Regions from separate parts of the Mus musculus genome. Here all the other regions are linked to region 1. Evidence: chromatin contacts called from public ChIA-PET and capture Hi-C data. All regions are on one chromosome and are shown on one strand. The core of a region is the stretch at or near the end of the contact, and the rest is flanking DNA. Distances in the headings are between cores, read along the strand shown. Region 1 holds the start of Ilf3 (interleukin enhancer binding factor 3). Region 2 holds the start of Plppr2 (phospholipid phosphatase related 2). Region 3 holds the start of Acp5 (acid phosphatase 5, tartrate resistant). Region 4 holds the start of Zfp653 (zinc finger protein 653). Region 5 holds the start of Prkcsh (protein kinase C substrate 80K-H).

Evidence for each region. ChIA-PET counts read pairs in DNA pulled down with a chosen protein or histone mark. Capture Hi-C pulls out chosen DNA fragments and counts their contacts.
Region 2: a contact with region 1 is called in a capture Hi-C map of macrophages, with 3 times the contacts expected there. The contact joins the promoter of Plppr2 here to the promoter of Ilf3 in region 1. A contact is called at or near these places in 1 of 39 promoter capture datasets (liver), 1 of 484 Hi-C or Micro-C datasets (embryonic stem cells) and 2 of 9 other capture datasets (macrophages and pancreatic islet).
Region 3: an RNA polymerase II ChIA-PET map of memory CD8 T cells shows a contact between it and region 1, with 6 read pairs. The contact joins the promoter of Acp5 here to the promoter of Ilf3 in region 1.
Region 4: a contact with region 1 is called in an RNA polymerase II ChIA-PET map of memory CD8 T cells, with 6 read pairs. The contact joins the promoter of Zfp653 here to the promoter of Ilf3 in region 1. A contact is called at or near these places in 1 of 39 promoter capture datasets (liver) and 1 of 115 datasets of contacts at active chromatin or transcription factors (memory CD8 T cells).
Region 5: an RNA polymerase II ChIA-PET map of memory CD8 T cells shows a contact between it and region 1, with 17 read pairs. The contact joins the promoter of Prkcsh here to the promoter of Ilf3 in region 1. A contact is called at or near these places in 3 of 39 promoter capture datasets (liver and pre-B cells) and 2 of 115 datasets of contacts at active chromatin or transcription factors (memory CD8 T cells and pancreatic cancer cells).

What each region holds. Positions count from the first base shown.
Region 1 is chr9:21,366,538-21,369,237 of GRCm38.p6, reverse strand. Ilf3 (interleukin enhancer binding factor 3) reads right to left here and starts at 1,367. Exons shown (of 20, transcript NM_001042707.2): 1 at 1,139-1,367. It overlaps Gm36198 (a long non-coding RNA gene), which reads left to right. Exons shown (of 3, transcript XR_870570.3): 1 at 1-647; 2 at 1,667-2,700.
Region 2 is chr9:21,935,579-21,938,278 of GRCm38.p6, reverse strand. It overlaps Plppr2 (phospholipid phosphatase related 2), which reads right to left and starts at 1,269. Exons shown (of 10, transcript NM_001290299.1): 1 at 1,121-1,269. It overlaps Ccdc159 (coiled-coil domain containing 159), which reads right to left. Exons shown (of 13, transcript NM_025977.3): 12 at 2,651-2,700; 13 at 2,407-2,483. The coding sequence ends at 2,479.
Region 3 is chr9:22,130,475-22,133,174 of GRCm38.p6, reverse strand. It overlaps Acp5 (acid phosphatase 5, tartrate resistant), which reads left to right and starts at 1,310. Exons shown (of 5, transcript NM_001102404.1): 1 at 1,310-1,438.
Region 4 is chr9:22,070,005-22,072,704 of GRCm38.p6, reverse strand. It overlaps Zfp653 (zinc finger protein 653), which reads left to right and starts at 1,329. Exons shown (of 9, transcript NM_177318.3): 1 at 1,329-1,656. The coding sequence starts at 1,364. Ecsit (ECSIT signalling integrator) reads left to right here. Exons shown (of 9, transcript NM_001253897.1): 9 at 125-459. The coding sequence ends at 381. Gm16845 (predicted gene, 16845) reads right to left here and starts at 1,703. Exons shown (of 3, transcript NR_040407.1): 1 at 1,541-1,703.
Region 5 is chr9:22,001,552-22,004,251 of GRCm38.p6, reverse strand. Prkcsh (protein kinase C substrate 80K-H) reads right to left here and starts at 1,264. Exons shown (of 18, transcript NM_008925.2): 1 at 1,164-1,264; 2 at 715-853; 3 at 459-575. The coding sequence starts at 793. It overlaps Ccdc151 (coiled-coil domain containing 151), which reads left to right and starts at 1,618. Exons shown (of 13, transcript NM_029939.3): 1 at 1,618-2,006. The coding sequence starts at 1,778.

The sequences.
Region 1 (2,700 bases), core at 118-2,617:
TACAGCGCCCAGCTTTGCCAAGGCCAGCCTGGCACTAATCACCAGCCTCCAATCTGGACTGCAGACTTCTAGACAGCCAAAATATCTAGGGTCTGCCGGGCGTGGTGGCGCACGCCTTTAATCCCAGCGCTTGGGAGGCAGAGGCAGGCGGATTTCTGAGTTCCAGGACAGCCTGGTCTACAAAGTGAGTTCCAGGACAGCCAGGGCTATACAGAGAAACTCTATCTCGAAAAATCAAAAAAACAAAACAAAACTAGGGCCTGCAGATCCCATTCACATACCTCAGCAACCAGGAGCTACCACAACATGTCAGCTAAGGGTCAAAGACCTCTCAGCTCTACTGGACAAGAGCAGTGGTACCTGCAGTGGCCTTTCTCCTTTGCTGCTGTTCCTCACACTTCATTTCGCAGGCTGAGTGACTGCACTAGCTACCACTCGTAGAATAGTGGTAGAACTCTATAATCAACCAGCAGAGTATCCCACCCACAGAAACCTGAGGGAGAACCACGAAAGAAGTCCTACATGTCTCCTTTTCCAGGGACCCTGTTCAGGACCGTGTTCAGGACAAAGAAGACATGTTTCCCGCCATAGGAACTGGGATGAACCTGGCATCCTCCTAGAAGCCAGGGATGTACCTGAACAAAGAGGTAAAGCGGGTAAAGGAAGGAGATTTTCCCTTCTGCGCCGGCTGGGATGCTCTAGATATGAGGGGGTGTGTGCTCCAACACGTGCGCGCGTGCGCGAGGCCAAAGCAACAGACAAAAGCTCGGGCTGGGGGAAAGTAAGCGGCCCGTGGAGAGGGGAGAGTACCACAGTGCGTGCGCACCCCCCGGGGGCAGCGCCCAGGCCTGGGCCGAGGGGGCCACGAAGGGGGGAGAATGGATGCGCGCGCACGGGGGCACTGCCTCCGCCATTTTGTTTCCTCGGCACAATGGGGGAAGAGTAACGGCCAAGCGCGGGAGCGAGGCCGGAGGAGGAAGGAGCGAGACGCTGAGAGATGGAAGAGCCGAGCGAAGGGGAGGGTCGGCGGGATGGCAACAGACCTGTCACTAGCGTCCTCTTGGCCCAGCCATCGCTGACAAGTGGGAGAACGGGAGGGGGGAGGGGCGGAGGCGGGAGACGCCACATTGCCACTTACCTTGCCGGTGTTCCCGTCCTTCGCCTTCAGGCGCCGCCGCCCTCCTGCCACGAGCCTTCCGGAGTCTTCACAACCCCCCTCAAAAAAAAAAAAAAAAGCCACGCGGTTTTCGCCGGGGCTGCTTCAGTCCCAACTGCAATGGCGAGAAAAGGAGGAGGAGGAGCCGGGGACCGGGGGCGAGCGAGCGGGCGGGCGGGCGCGCGCCGGGGAGGTGCAGGGCCACGTGACTGGCAGCGGCCCGCCCCCGCATCACGTGGGCGATCCACCTAGGCCCAACCCCCAGTAGGCGGGTGAGACGAAAGGGGCGGGGGAGGGCACATCACGTGACGTTGACTTAGCGACTGGGTCTGTTGGCGTGACGTCAACGTCGGGCCAGTTCTCTCACGGGTTTGGTCGGCCACGTGACCGTGGTTGGCTTCGCTTCCATCACGTGACAGGCCTTTCTTGTTGTTTCTTGACTCGTTTTCACTATTGGTAGACCCGAATCACCTGACGGGAGCCCATCCATTTCGTTTGTTTTTTCCAAAGGCGGTTTTTTCCGAGCGACCGTTATCACGTGACGCAATGGAGCAGGGGTGGGCCCTTCTGACGACTCCAGTTCGTGTGCGTTCCTGGGAGTGCGCGTGCGCCATGATTCGAAGTCAGTCTCCGTACCTTGATCCACACTGCATTGAAAGACTGGCACATGCGGTTGTCAACACTGGTCCAGGGCTCCTACTCACGCTGTCAGGCTGCTGAGCCATCTCACCGTTCCTCATTTTTGTATTTTTGAGATACAGTTTTGCTATTTTACCCACACTGGCTTTAAACTCGAAGATTCTGCCTCCACTTTGATATCGCTAGATTACAAATAAGACCATGTCACTAGGCAACTGAGGGTTTAATAGATTGCCCCTGTGTTAAGAGTGCTTAGCGCCGGGCAGCCGTAGCGCAGGCCTTAATCCTAGCACTTGGGAGGCAGAGGCAGGAGGATTTCTGAGTTCGAGGCCAGCCTGGTCTACAAAGTGAGTTCCAGGACAGCTAGGGCTACACAGAGAAACCCTGTCTCGAAAAAAAAAAAAAAGAAAAAGAGTCCTTAGCATAGGAGGCCGTGGGTCAGACCCCCGTACCACACACACAAAACAGGCAAATTCCAGGCAAGGATGAACAGAACAAAGCTCTCAAACTCCCAGGTCCGGAGCTCTTCATATCTGGTGTCCATCTATAGGGATTTATTGCTGCTATCAGAGTTGGTGTCTGGCTTTTTTTCTTCCTTCCTAGGTTTTAGAGACCTACCTCACCAAAGTCTGAACTTGAGGAAAAAGTTCTAAATGAACCCATTTGTAGGAGACCTGAGGTGCTTCTGATCTGGAATACGCTCTAAATGACACACCTGTTCTAACAGCGCCGCCAAGTGGTAGACATGGTTAATACGGTTTGCCTGAGGGTTTTCAGATGGATTTTTAATTCCTTTTTTTAATGTGTTTAGTGTTTTGACTGCGTGTATGTCTGCAACAGGTTGTGTCTGTGCATCACATATGTGCCAGGGTCCACTGAAAGTCAGAAGAGAGTGTTGAATCTTC
Region 2 (2,700 bases), core at 20-2,519, 570 kb before region 1:
TACACACAGGGACATCTCAGAACATGACATCCACCCATTCCACAGCAAGAGCCAAGCACACTGTGTGGGGTGCCTGTCTCATGCTGAGCAAACCAGATTTGCTCATTCACACAAATCCCCAGCACCCCTAAACACACACACACACACACACACACACACACACACACACACACACACAGTTTGCATATGGCCTGTCATAGACACCCACACGGATGGAACATACCCCCTCAAAGACACAGTCAGAGAGACACACAGAAAGACAGCCCAGCCCCCCACAAATCCCTGTCCTGATACAGTCACCACCATAGATAGACTCAAGGTTGCTAACCACTTAGAATCACAGCAGAGTCACTCCACACAATAAGAGTCACAGAATGGGTCACAGAGTCACACCCCCAGTTACAAGGCGCTCAATGACAATCACACACATGAACACCCTCTCCACAGTCATAGCAGAGACAGTGTGCCACCCACAGTCTCAGCCACATGGTCAGGTAGGGATATATGGGATATATGCGACAGGGACTTGCAGCACACACAAAAGGCAGGTAAGAGCAGACACCTGCCGGATTGCAAAACAGACACACAACATCAGAAGGAATACAACAGTAACTACAAAATGACAGATCACACAACTAGACACCACACCAACACACACACACCAGTGTATATTCTCTCTCTCCTCTCTCTCTCTCTCTCTCTCTCTCTCTCTCTCTCTCACACACACACACACACACACACACACACACACACACACACAATCAGTGGACACACCCGAACCCATCACAGCCAGACAGCCACACAACCAGTTACACAACCACACACCAACAAGGGGCAACTACACCATCATTCACCCACAGCCACCCTCGCAGCACTGTGGCCTGGCTCTTGAGGTCTCCCCCCGGGTGGGGGGGGTCCCCTTCTCCAGACTCCCCTCCCCCAACCCCATCTAAAGCCCTAGATCGCCGCCTCCCCTCCCCCTATCGCCCTCGCCCCCCCTCGCCGCAATGGACCCACAGGGAAAGGATCAGAAGGACCCATGTCCATGGTCTGGACCTGCGTGTCCAGGCTGGGCAGCTCCCCGGGCTAAAAAGAGGGGGCGCCCACGCTTCTCCCTCACCCTGTCTAGGCCGCCGCCGCCTGAACCCTCGCTCCCTCTACACGGTCCCGGCGCCGTAGAACAGTCAGATAGATCGCTGGTCAGGCAGGCGGACACCGAGATGAAGTCTGGACCGCCGGACTTGCCGCTCCGCGCAGACTCCGTGATCGAGGTGGGGGCGGGGCCACAGGATGCCTTATTTGCATAACCCAGTGGGGCGGGAGCACGATCACATTTGCATAACCCAGTGTGGAGTGGGCCCAAGCCTCTTGTTAGCCAGGCAGGCGGGGCCATTGGGCCCTTAATTTGCATAACACAGATGGGCGGGGAGTTGTGATCATGTCGGGGCGGGGCTATAAACGCTCATTTGCATGAATCAAAGAGGCGGTGCAGGACGTGAAGCAGAGATTAGAAGGGAAAAAGAGTGGAGATAGAGTAAGGACTAGCTAGGTAGAAAAGGCGAAGAGAGGAGCTCGGCCTCTTCAAAGAACACTCTCTGGTACGCCTCTCCGCATGGCATCCCAGATCCATTTTTGTGTTTGAGAAAGGGTCTCAGGCAGCTCAAGCTGGTCTCCAGTTTTCTTTGTAGCCAAGACTAGCCTTGAACATTGGATTTTCCTGCCTCCATCTCCTTGAGTGCTGGAACTTCAGACCTATTCCATCACATCTGGTTTGTGTGATAGGATTGGAACGCAAAGTTTCCTGCATGCTAGGCAAGCGGTGTCCTGATTTTGTGTTTTCTAAATTTTTAAAATTGCATTTATTTGCTGGGCAGTAGTGGCCACATGCCTTTAATCCCAGCACTCCGGGGGCAGAGGCAGATGAATCTCTATAAATTCCGTGCCAGTCTGGTCTACAGAGAGAGTTCCAGGACAGCCAGGGCTAGAGAAACCCTGTCTTTAAAAAAAATTTTTTTAATTACATTTATTTATCAAGGTGTGTGCCCGTGTGCATTTATAGATTGGAGGACAACTTGCATGAGTCAGTTCTCTACCTTTATGAGTGTCCCTGGGATCAAACTCAGGTCTTCAGATTTGGTGGCCAGTGCCTTTGCCCAGTGAGCCATTTGTTTGGCTCATTTCTTTGTTTTTGAGACAAGGTCGCCTGTGGCTCAGGCTGGTTTCATACTTGCTGTATTAACTTTAAAGTGATATGCTTACTTCCACCTACCTCCTTGGATCACACGCCCAACTAATTACACCCTAAGTCTTGTCTCACTGTCATGCCAGTCTCTGCATCCTTTGAGATAACAGAGTTATCTGGCATGGGGAGGACCCCAGACTCTTGAACCAGCAGGTGCAAAAGTCCAGGGTGGAGAAAGGTCTCAGCTAGTTTATTTTCTCTCTGGAGGGATCTTCAGGGCAAGCAGTCCCAGCTGCTCAAGCTACAGGGAGAGAAGGTAGGTCGTGGTCTGGTTTGAACCAGGAGAACTCAGGGTTGCCAACCAGGGACCAAATGCCCAGATAGAGTGCCAGCCTCGAGGCCTACACTGTGGGAATCACAAGTGGGCCAGATGGTAAGGGATGGAGAGGGGCTGAGTAGGGTCTGTACCGGGAGGGTAGGATCCACTCTTGCTGAAAGGTCTCTCCCAGTCTGAATCG
Region 3 (2,700 bases), core at 61-2,560, 760 kb before region 1:
GCATGTGAAAGATAGCAACCCCTGGGATTATGTTCTTTTTCTCAGGAATTCATTTTTTGGGGAAGTGTATTTTTTAGACAGGATCTCACACTTTAGCCCAGGCTGACCCAGTCCTCCCTATTTAGCCCAGTTGTCTCAAACTCACTCCAATCCTCCTGCCATTAACAGACATGATCTACCACACCAGGACTCTTTAAATCTTTATTACATTTATTTACTTACTTATTATTGGTAGGGCAACAACCCGGATGTGGAGGTCAGAGGACAACTTTTGGGAGCCGGTGCTCTCCTTCCGGAAACCTGATGGAACTCAGGCTCTCAAGTCTTGCCAGAAAGTGCCGCTCTGAGCCATCTCGAAGGCCCATCGCCAGACTTTATTCTTTGGGATTCCTTTGTTGTTCTGTTTAGGTTTTGTTTTGGTTTTAGAGACAGGGTTTCTCTGTGTAGCTGTGGATATCCTGGAACTTGCTATATAGATCAGGCCGCCTTTTAACTCAGAGATCTGCTTCCGCCTCTCGAGTGATGGGATTAAAGAAGTGAGTCCCATTCTGGCCCAGCTTTATTTTGTGGAATTCTAAGGACAACCTATTTATTTATGAATGAGACAGTCTCAGGTCTTGAACTTGCTATGGAGCTGAGATTTATCATGAACTCTTGACCCTCTGACCTCCACGGCCCAGGGTTACACTGCGCACCTGGTGTATACCGGCCTGCGTCTGTGACCTAGGGCTTCGTACGTGTTGGCACGCACTCTACCAACTGAGTCACACCCCAGCCTCCCTGCAAACCGGCAAAATTTCTTGTTTGAAATAACAGGAAAGACCTGCAGTGTGCGGAAGAGGATGGCTTTGCTCCGCCCCTCTGGGTCCCTCTCTGCCTAAATTCCTTCTCTCCCGATCAATCTTGAAGGCCTGTTTTACAGGTGGCTGTTATCTGGCACAGATAGCTCAGTCAAATCCCCTCCTCCGCCCCCCCGCGCGCCCCAAACCCACTGCTGGGATGGAACCCGAGCCGCTCTGGGGCCAAGCAAGCCCTCCACCGCTGACCTGCCACCAGCCTGGTATCTTCTCACCCATTTTAAAGACCGGGAGACCGAGCCTGGCTCAGTCCGGGGCTGGACCTCCCCTGCGCGGCCACCAGAGGCTGTGAGCACCCCAAAAGTCGAAGGCAGGTGGTATTGAAATCAGGTCCCGGGTCTCCCTTAACTCCTGGGACTCTGAACCTTGGAGGCGAGGCGCCAGGTAATGGCTGAGGCAGGATTGGGGCGGGGAAACCGAGGCACCCGCCCTCTGCAACTCTGGACTCTGTAGGGCAGGCAGGGAGCCGTGGGCGAAGGCTGGCCCGCGCCGCCTCTTCCCAACTCGTGCAGCCCGGAGCGACCCGCCGCGAATCCGCAGCTCAGTTGGGTAGCACAGCTTGTCCTGGACCCACCGCCAAGGTGAGACTCGCCCGCCAGGCCCTTGCTCTGCCTCCCACGGGGGAGGGGGTCTCTGTCTGTTGGGGCCACCCCACTTCCTTCCTGTTCGCCTCTACTGAGAGGTGCGAGTGGGGAATGCAAGGCAAACTCTTCGCTGGGTGACCTGGGGTGAGTCGCTGACCCTCTCTGAGCCTTTATGCAAAGCACGGAACGAGAGATTCCAGAATCCGAGCTTGCAGGGACCGGAGGGGTTGGTGGTGAGTGTTCAAGGAAGGAGTCTGGAAAGATTGGGCGGCTTGTGAAGTTAAGGAGGGAGGGGAGGAGGTGGGAAGCTGGCCACACCCACCACAGCGCTGGGCTCTGCGGTCGAAACAGCCTGCAGCTGACTGCTGTAGGTGCCAAGGTCAAAAGGCTACAGCCAGCCACGTGGTGTGTGCCTTCTGGAAGTTCCTTAGGCTGGAAACCGGGTGTGGGAAAGGCCATGGAAGAGTGTGGACAGAACTTCCTGGAAAAGGCAGTTATTGCTGCTGTTTATGATGGCGAGGGGGAACTCGGAGACAGTCCCACACTTAGATGACTCCAGATACACAATTTGCACTAGGACTTACAAAACACAGAGGAGACAGGGGGCTGTTACATGGGCGCCACAGAGGAATTATTTAGGCCTGTAATTCCAACACTTGGAAGTGGCTCATCTTTGGCTACCCAGGGAGGAAGTTAGGGATAGCCTGGGCTTCTTGAGACACTGTCTCAAAACAAAAACAAAAAAAAAAAAATAATTGGAGTGTATGTCACAGGCAAGCCACTGAGGTTCCCATGCTAGAGTCGAGACACCCACCCAGAAAAAGTGACAGCGAGTTACAGACAGCCAAGGGTGTGAAAACACAGACGTTCAGCCTAGAACAGCCTCAGTGCAGTGAACAGTCAAACTCGGGACCTACAGATGCCCAGTACACATTACCATCAGACCCTGGCTGACTGTGCTGGCTTCGAGAAACTTTTCACGGCTCAGTCTGGCCTGGGTGCCCCCGCCCCAGCCCCATTTCCAGTTCTGGGGAAGTCCAGTGCTCACATGACCCAAGGGGAGGGCTTCTGGACAATCCTCGGAGAAAATGCATCATCTTTCCCAATGATGCACTTCTGCCCCAGAGAATAAAGACTCGGTGATCACCGCTTTTGGTCCAGGAGCTTAACTGCCTCTTGCAGCCTCTCTGACCACCTGTGCTTCCTCCAGGGTAAGTGTCAGAGGAGCGAGGTGGAAGAGGCCTGTGGGGGCCACCTTC
Region 4 (2,700 bases), core at 80-2,579, 700 kb before region 1:
GAGCAGCGGGTGGCATGGCCAAGGGAAATGTAGAACATTTATGTGGCACAGGGAGCTGGCTGTGAACTCATGGAGGTGCTCAGAGTACGTCACAGTGGTGAGACACAAACTCTTCTCCTAACAGTGACAGAAGGCCCTGTCTTCGCCATGTGCATGGCTGGTGCCCATGATCAGGCAACATTGATCAAGTGGATCCAAGGCTTGCAGGAGACCAACCCAACCCTGGCACAGATCCCAGTGGTATTCCGCCTGGCCAGGTCCACGGGGGAGCTCCTGACAACTTCAAGGCTGGAGGGACAGTCCCCTCCCCACAGTCCTCCCAAGGGGCCTGAGGAAGATGATGAGACCATTCAGGCAGAGCAGCAGCAGGGGCAAAGTTGAGTCAGATAGAGCTGGCATGAGGAGAAAAGACTGGGCTGGTATGAAATAATATGGAGAAAATAAAAAAATCAAAACCTCTTCCCTGGCCCTGTGGCTTCCCTTCGTATGTTCTGCATGGGCTCTTTTGGGTTTACCACCTTGGGACCCTTTTTTAAACTTGTCTTTTCAAAAATTCCATTTATAGATGGGCGTGGTGGCACACGCCTTTAATCCCAGCACTCGGGAGGCAGGCAGACAGATTTCTGAGTTCGAGGCCAGCCTGGTCTACAGAGTGAGTTCCAGGACAGCCAGGGCTACACAGAGAAACCTTGTCTCGAAAAACCAAAAAAAAAAAAAAAAATCCATTTATATATTTATGGTATGGGAGGGATGTGTGGAGGTCAGAAGACCATTTGCTGGAGTCTGTTCCGATATATGACCCTGTGAATCTCGGAAATGTAACTCAGATTGTCAAGTATGCCAGCCATCACCTTACCTGCAGAGCCGACTTGTTGGCCTTTAAAAACATCTTTTAAATGTATTTACCTTTATTTTATGTGCATTGGTGTTCTGCATGTATATATGTTTATGTGAGAATGGTAGATCTTGGAATTACAGACAGTTCTAGCTGCCATGTAGGTGCTGAATTTGAGCGCAGGTCCTCTGGAAAAGCAGTGAGTGCCCTTAACCAGTGAGCCATTTCTCCAGCCCTTTTGAAAAAATCTTTAATCACATTGCCGAAGAATTCAATAGAGAGGCAAGGATTACCTGAGTTTCAGTACCCAGTGCCTCTACCTCCCAAATAACTGACTTGTCAACAGAACGCACTTCCATGGCCTGGGCCGGACGGACTACGCGCATGCGCAGCTATGGCTAGTTGTCCCCGTTTGGCGCCGCGGGCAGAGAAGACCCTGTGAGAAATCTCCCGGCGGCGCAGACTAGGCGCGCCACTTCCGGTCGAGGCTCCTAACAACGGGGGAGGCCGGTAACCAGGGAGGGGGGGATGGCGGAGCGGGCTCCAGAGCCCGGGGCGGAGGCGGAGGCGGGCGCAGGCGGGGAGGCGGCGGCAGAGGAAGGCGCGGCAGGCAGAAAGGCGCGGGGCCGGCCGCGGCTCACCGAGTCGGACCGGGCCCGGAGGCGGCTCGAGTCCCGGAAGAAGTACGACGTGCGGCGCGTGTACCTGGGCGAGGCGCACGGCCCCTGGGTGGACCTGAGACGCCGCAGCGGCTGGAGCGACGCCAAACTTGCCGCCTACCTCATTTCGCTGGAGCGTGGCCAGCGTAGCGGTCGCCACGGGTAAGGGGGCGCGGGGCCGGGAGAGGGAGGGAGGGAGAGAAGAAGCCGGGGGAGGGACGAAAAGGGCAGCGGCCCCGCCCCCGGAGCGTGAAGCCCCACCCCCGGGCCGCCTGGCGGCCCTCGGTCTCGGGCTTAGGCAACCCAGACCCCTCACGCGCCTCCTCGCGGCTCCGCCTCCGACCCATTGACTACCCAATGCAAGCCTGTGCCCCACCCCTCTGCCCGCCTTCGGAAGCTCCGACTGGCCCGTCTGAAGAGTCGACCCGCCTCCACTGGCCTGGCCTGGGGCTGGCTCTCAGGTGTAAACCTCCAAAGGTGCTGGGCACTCTGATTTTCTGCGTATGAGTGCCTTGCCTTCGTGGATATATGTGTACCACGTGCATGAACTACCTGCAGAGGTCAGAAAAGGGTGTCGGATCCCCAGAAACCACCATTGTGAACCACCATGTAGGTTGTGGGAACCAAACCCGGATCCTCAACAAGAAAGCAGCCTTAACCCAGCCACCTGTTTCAACAACCTTGTCAGGGTTACTTGTGTGCATCCTGAGTGCTGGGACTAAAGGCATGTGCCAGGCTTGGTGTGAGGGCACTTTTATTCTTGTGTATGTGTGCGTGTGTGGTGTATGTAGGCCCACATAAGGAGGTGGGAAGACAGCTTTGCAGAGCTAGTCCTCTTCTACCACGTGCCCTCTAGGGATCAGACTAAGACCATGAATGGTTCACCACGCTGTAGTTGTCAGACCTATTGGTAAACTGTCATGTGCAGCTTGCCACACTGAGAAGCAGGCTCTGAAAGTGTAGATGGCCTCTCCTGTTTGAGACTCAAGCATGTCTCTCTCAGTGTCCTCCAGGAAGAGACAAGGACAGCAGAAGTGCCCAAGAGTAAAAACCCCATGCCCTTAAGAACAGCTAGAAGGTGGAGCATTTCCAATAGAGGTTACTCCTGCTGTCTCACAGTGCAGGTGTCCACAGTGGGAAGACAAGCTGGATGCTAAGCCATGGAGGGAAAGCTCACCCTGGGACTCCAGCTGTTGCCCCAGCTTC
Region 5 (2,700 bases), core at 15-2,514, 640 kb before region 1:
TGTATCTTCAGGGGCCAGCAACACAATCCTCCAGTATTCCCCAGCTTCTCCGGAGGCCCTTCAAAAAGGCCAGGCAACTCCCCTCCACTCCTCTTTGCCTTCATCAATCCCTAGAAGGCCATTCAGTTTCCCTCCTCCTCCCACTTCTGAGAGGGTCTTCTGTTGGCTCTTCCTGACTCGAAACCTCACCTCCTCCTGAATGCCATTCATGGTTCCTGCAATGACATTTGCTGACTTGGTCATACACCTGGACATTTGTTCCTTTGATAGGGAATGGAAACCAGGACTGGCACCTACAAACACTGCCCCTCAGCTAATCCAAGCCAACAGGGATCTTGTTTCTGTGCCTGCTTCTGCTCACTGAGCAGGAAGCAACAGGAGAGTGAGATCCAAGTTCTTTGGGGCATCTGCGCTTAGCAGGCTCATTTAATGGGCGATGGGCAAATGCAAACGCTCACCAGGCTCATCTGAACCGTCCTTACAGTCGCAGTAGTCGTCGTTCACCTGATCGAATGGGATGGTGGCTGTGCCGTCCAAACAGGTGAAAGGTTTAGATTCTTCATAGAAGTGATGGTCTGGTGAGGGAAACAAGAAGCTCTGCTCAGATCTTAAATAAATATTACCTCTGTCCCACTCACTCACCAGCTGAAATGCTACGGGAAACGGAGGAAAAAGGCTGAAACGCCCCTCCCGATGCACAAAGAAGAGACTCACTGCTGAGGGAAACGCCCCGGGGTCTCTTAACTTCTACAGCCCAACAGAGGGGTAGTAGTAGTAGCAGCAGCAGCAGCATCCCGTCCGGGCCGAGACCGGAAGTGTGTTATGCGGCAGGAAGATACGCGATGGCCTCTCACTGTAGGAAAGAATGAAGAAGCATCTAATCATTGGGAGAAGGCAGCTTACCCAAGACCGGCCTCACCACTGCTTCCGGAAAAGGAGGGCACAATCGGAGTTGGAAGTGCAAGGGCAAGGGGCGTCTCTCCGCCCCGAGCCAGTGGAAGAGTCTCAAAGTGAACTCAAAACCATAGGTCTCTCGGTAAAGAGGTGAAATGGGCAACTCCCGCCAAAGGTTCAAAGGATTTACGATCCCTCCACACCACCCACCCTGCTGCAACCTATAAGAAACTAGGGTGCCTTCCTCCCATCGCTACTTCATCACCTACGCGAGGTAGAGGCAAAGGTCAATAGCCACCACACCAGGTTAGCTCAGCAGCCACGGTTCCTGCAGTAGAATAAGAGAACGGAACGCTCCGGATACGTCACTTCCGTTTTGCTCATCCCTCTTGGCGAACGGCAACTCCGGGACGCCATGTTAGGAGTGGCAAGAGTGCGTGTGCGGGCGCTGAGGCGGCCATCTTGAGTAGGAACATGAAGACCTAACCTTAGAACAGATCGGAAGTGTAGCGCTTAATGGCGGCGTAACGTGCCTCCATCTTGGGAGTGGCGGGTTACTGGCCACTGCCAGCGAACACGCAGGCGTCACGTGACCGCTACGCTCGCGCCTCTCTTTCGCTGGGCCTCTTTGTGGGACCGCCCCTCCGAACCGAGTCAGCCAATAAGAGCAGTGGAGTGTAACGCGGGCGGTTTCCTTGGGAACGTGGGCGGGGGGAGGAAGTTACTTAGCAACCGGGAGATGCTAAGAGGCCCGCAGCCAGGCAGTTAGCAGAAGTGCATTCCCAGAGCCTAGGGAACCAGCGTTTAGGATCCTGGATTATAGAGGCCAACTTGTAGTTATTCTCCTACCCCTTAGAGGCTTCCCGACCTTAACCCGATCACCATGACGTCCCCCCTGTGCTGGGCAGCCGCGACCACCACGGTGACTAGCCCGGAGCAAGCTCCAGCGCCCTCTTCCAAAGCCAAAGGCAGTAAGGTTCACCGAAGCAAGTCTATGGGCCGGGCACAGGCCTGGCCTGCACATCATCCCAAGTCAGCAACCTCCTTCCATGCAATGAAGTCTTCTGTGCACGCACAGGTGCTTGAGTTACAAAGAAAAATCCAACTGTTAGGTAAGTATGGCTGCAGACTGCACCGAAGGATCCGGGATCAACCGTGCCCACCAGGTCTTCTGAGTAGGCGCTATGTGTTTCTCCAGCACGAGTCTATGTGACCAACTTGAAACAAACACTCAAATCTTATCTTTCTTTCCCATTTCTTTGTACTATTACCTCTTCTAATGTGCATATGGGTGAGTGAAAAGCACAGATTCTAGAGTTTGTTTTTCTTTATTTATTGTTCTGTTTTGCGTTTCTGTGGGCAGAGTGCAGTACTCTCAGATGCCAGGAGAAGGCATTGGATCCCTTGGAGCTAGAGTTACAGGTGTTTATGAGCTGACCAATGTGGGTGCTTGAGACTAACAACCTTCCTCGCTCTGCAGGAGCAGCAAATGTCCTTAACCACTGAGCCATTATCCCTCCCACCCAAATTTTATTTATTTATTAAATTATTTTTGAGAGTTAGCCTCATGTGGCCCAGGCTAGCTTGAACTCAAAGGAGACCTAGCTCCACCTTTTTGGGTGATTGGCATGTGCCACCATGCGGGCATCATGCGGTGCTGAGGCTGGAACCCAGGGCTCTATTCATGCTACTCAAGCACTTTGCTGAGTTATATCTTCAGCCCAAAGAGAGTTTGTTTCTCTGGGGTCTGAATCCTTGCTCTGCATAAAAGTTGTTTGATCTTGGGGAACTTAGAGTCATCTAATT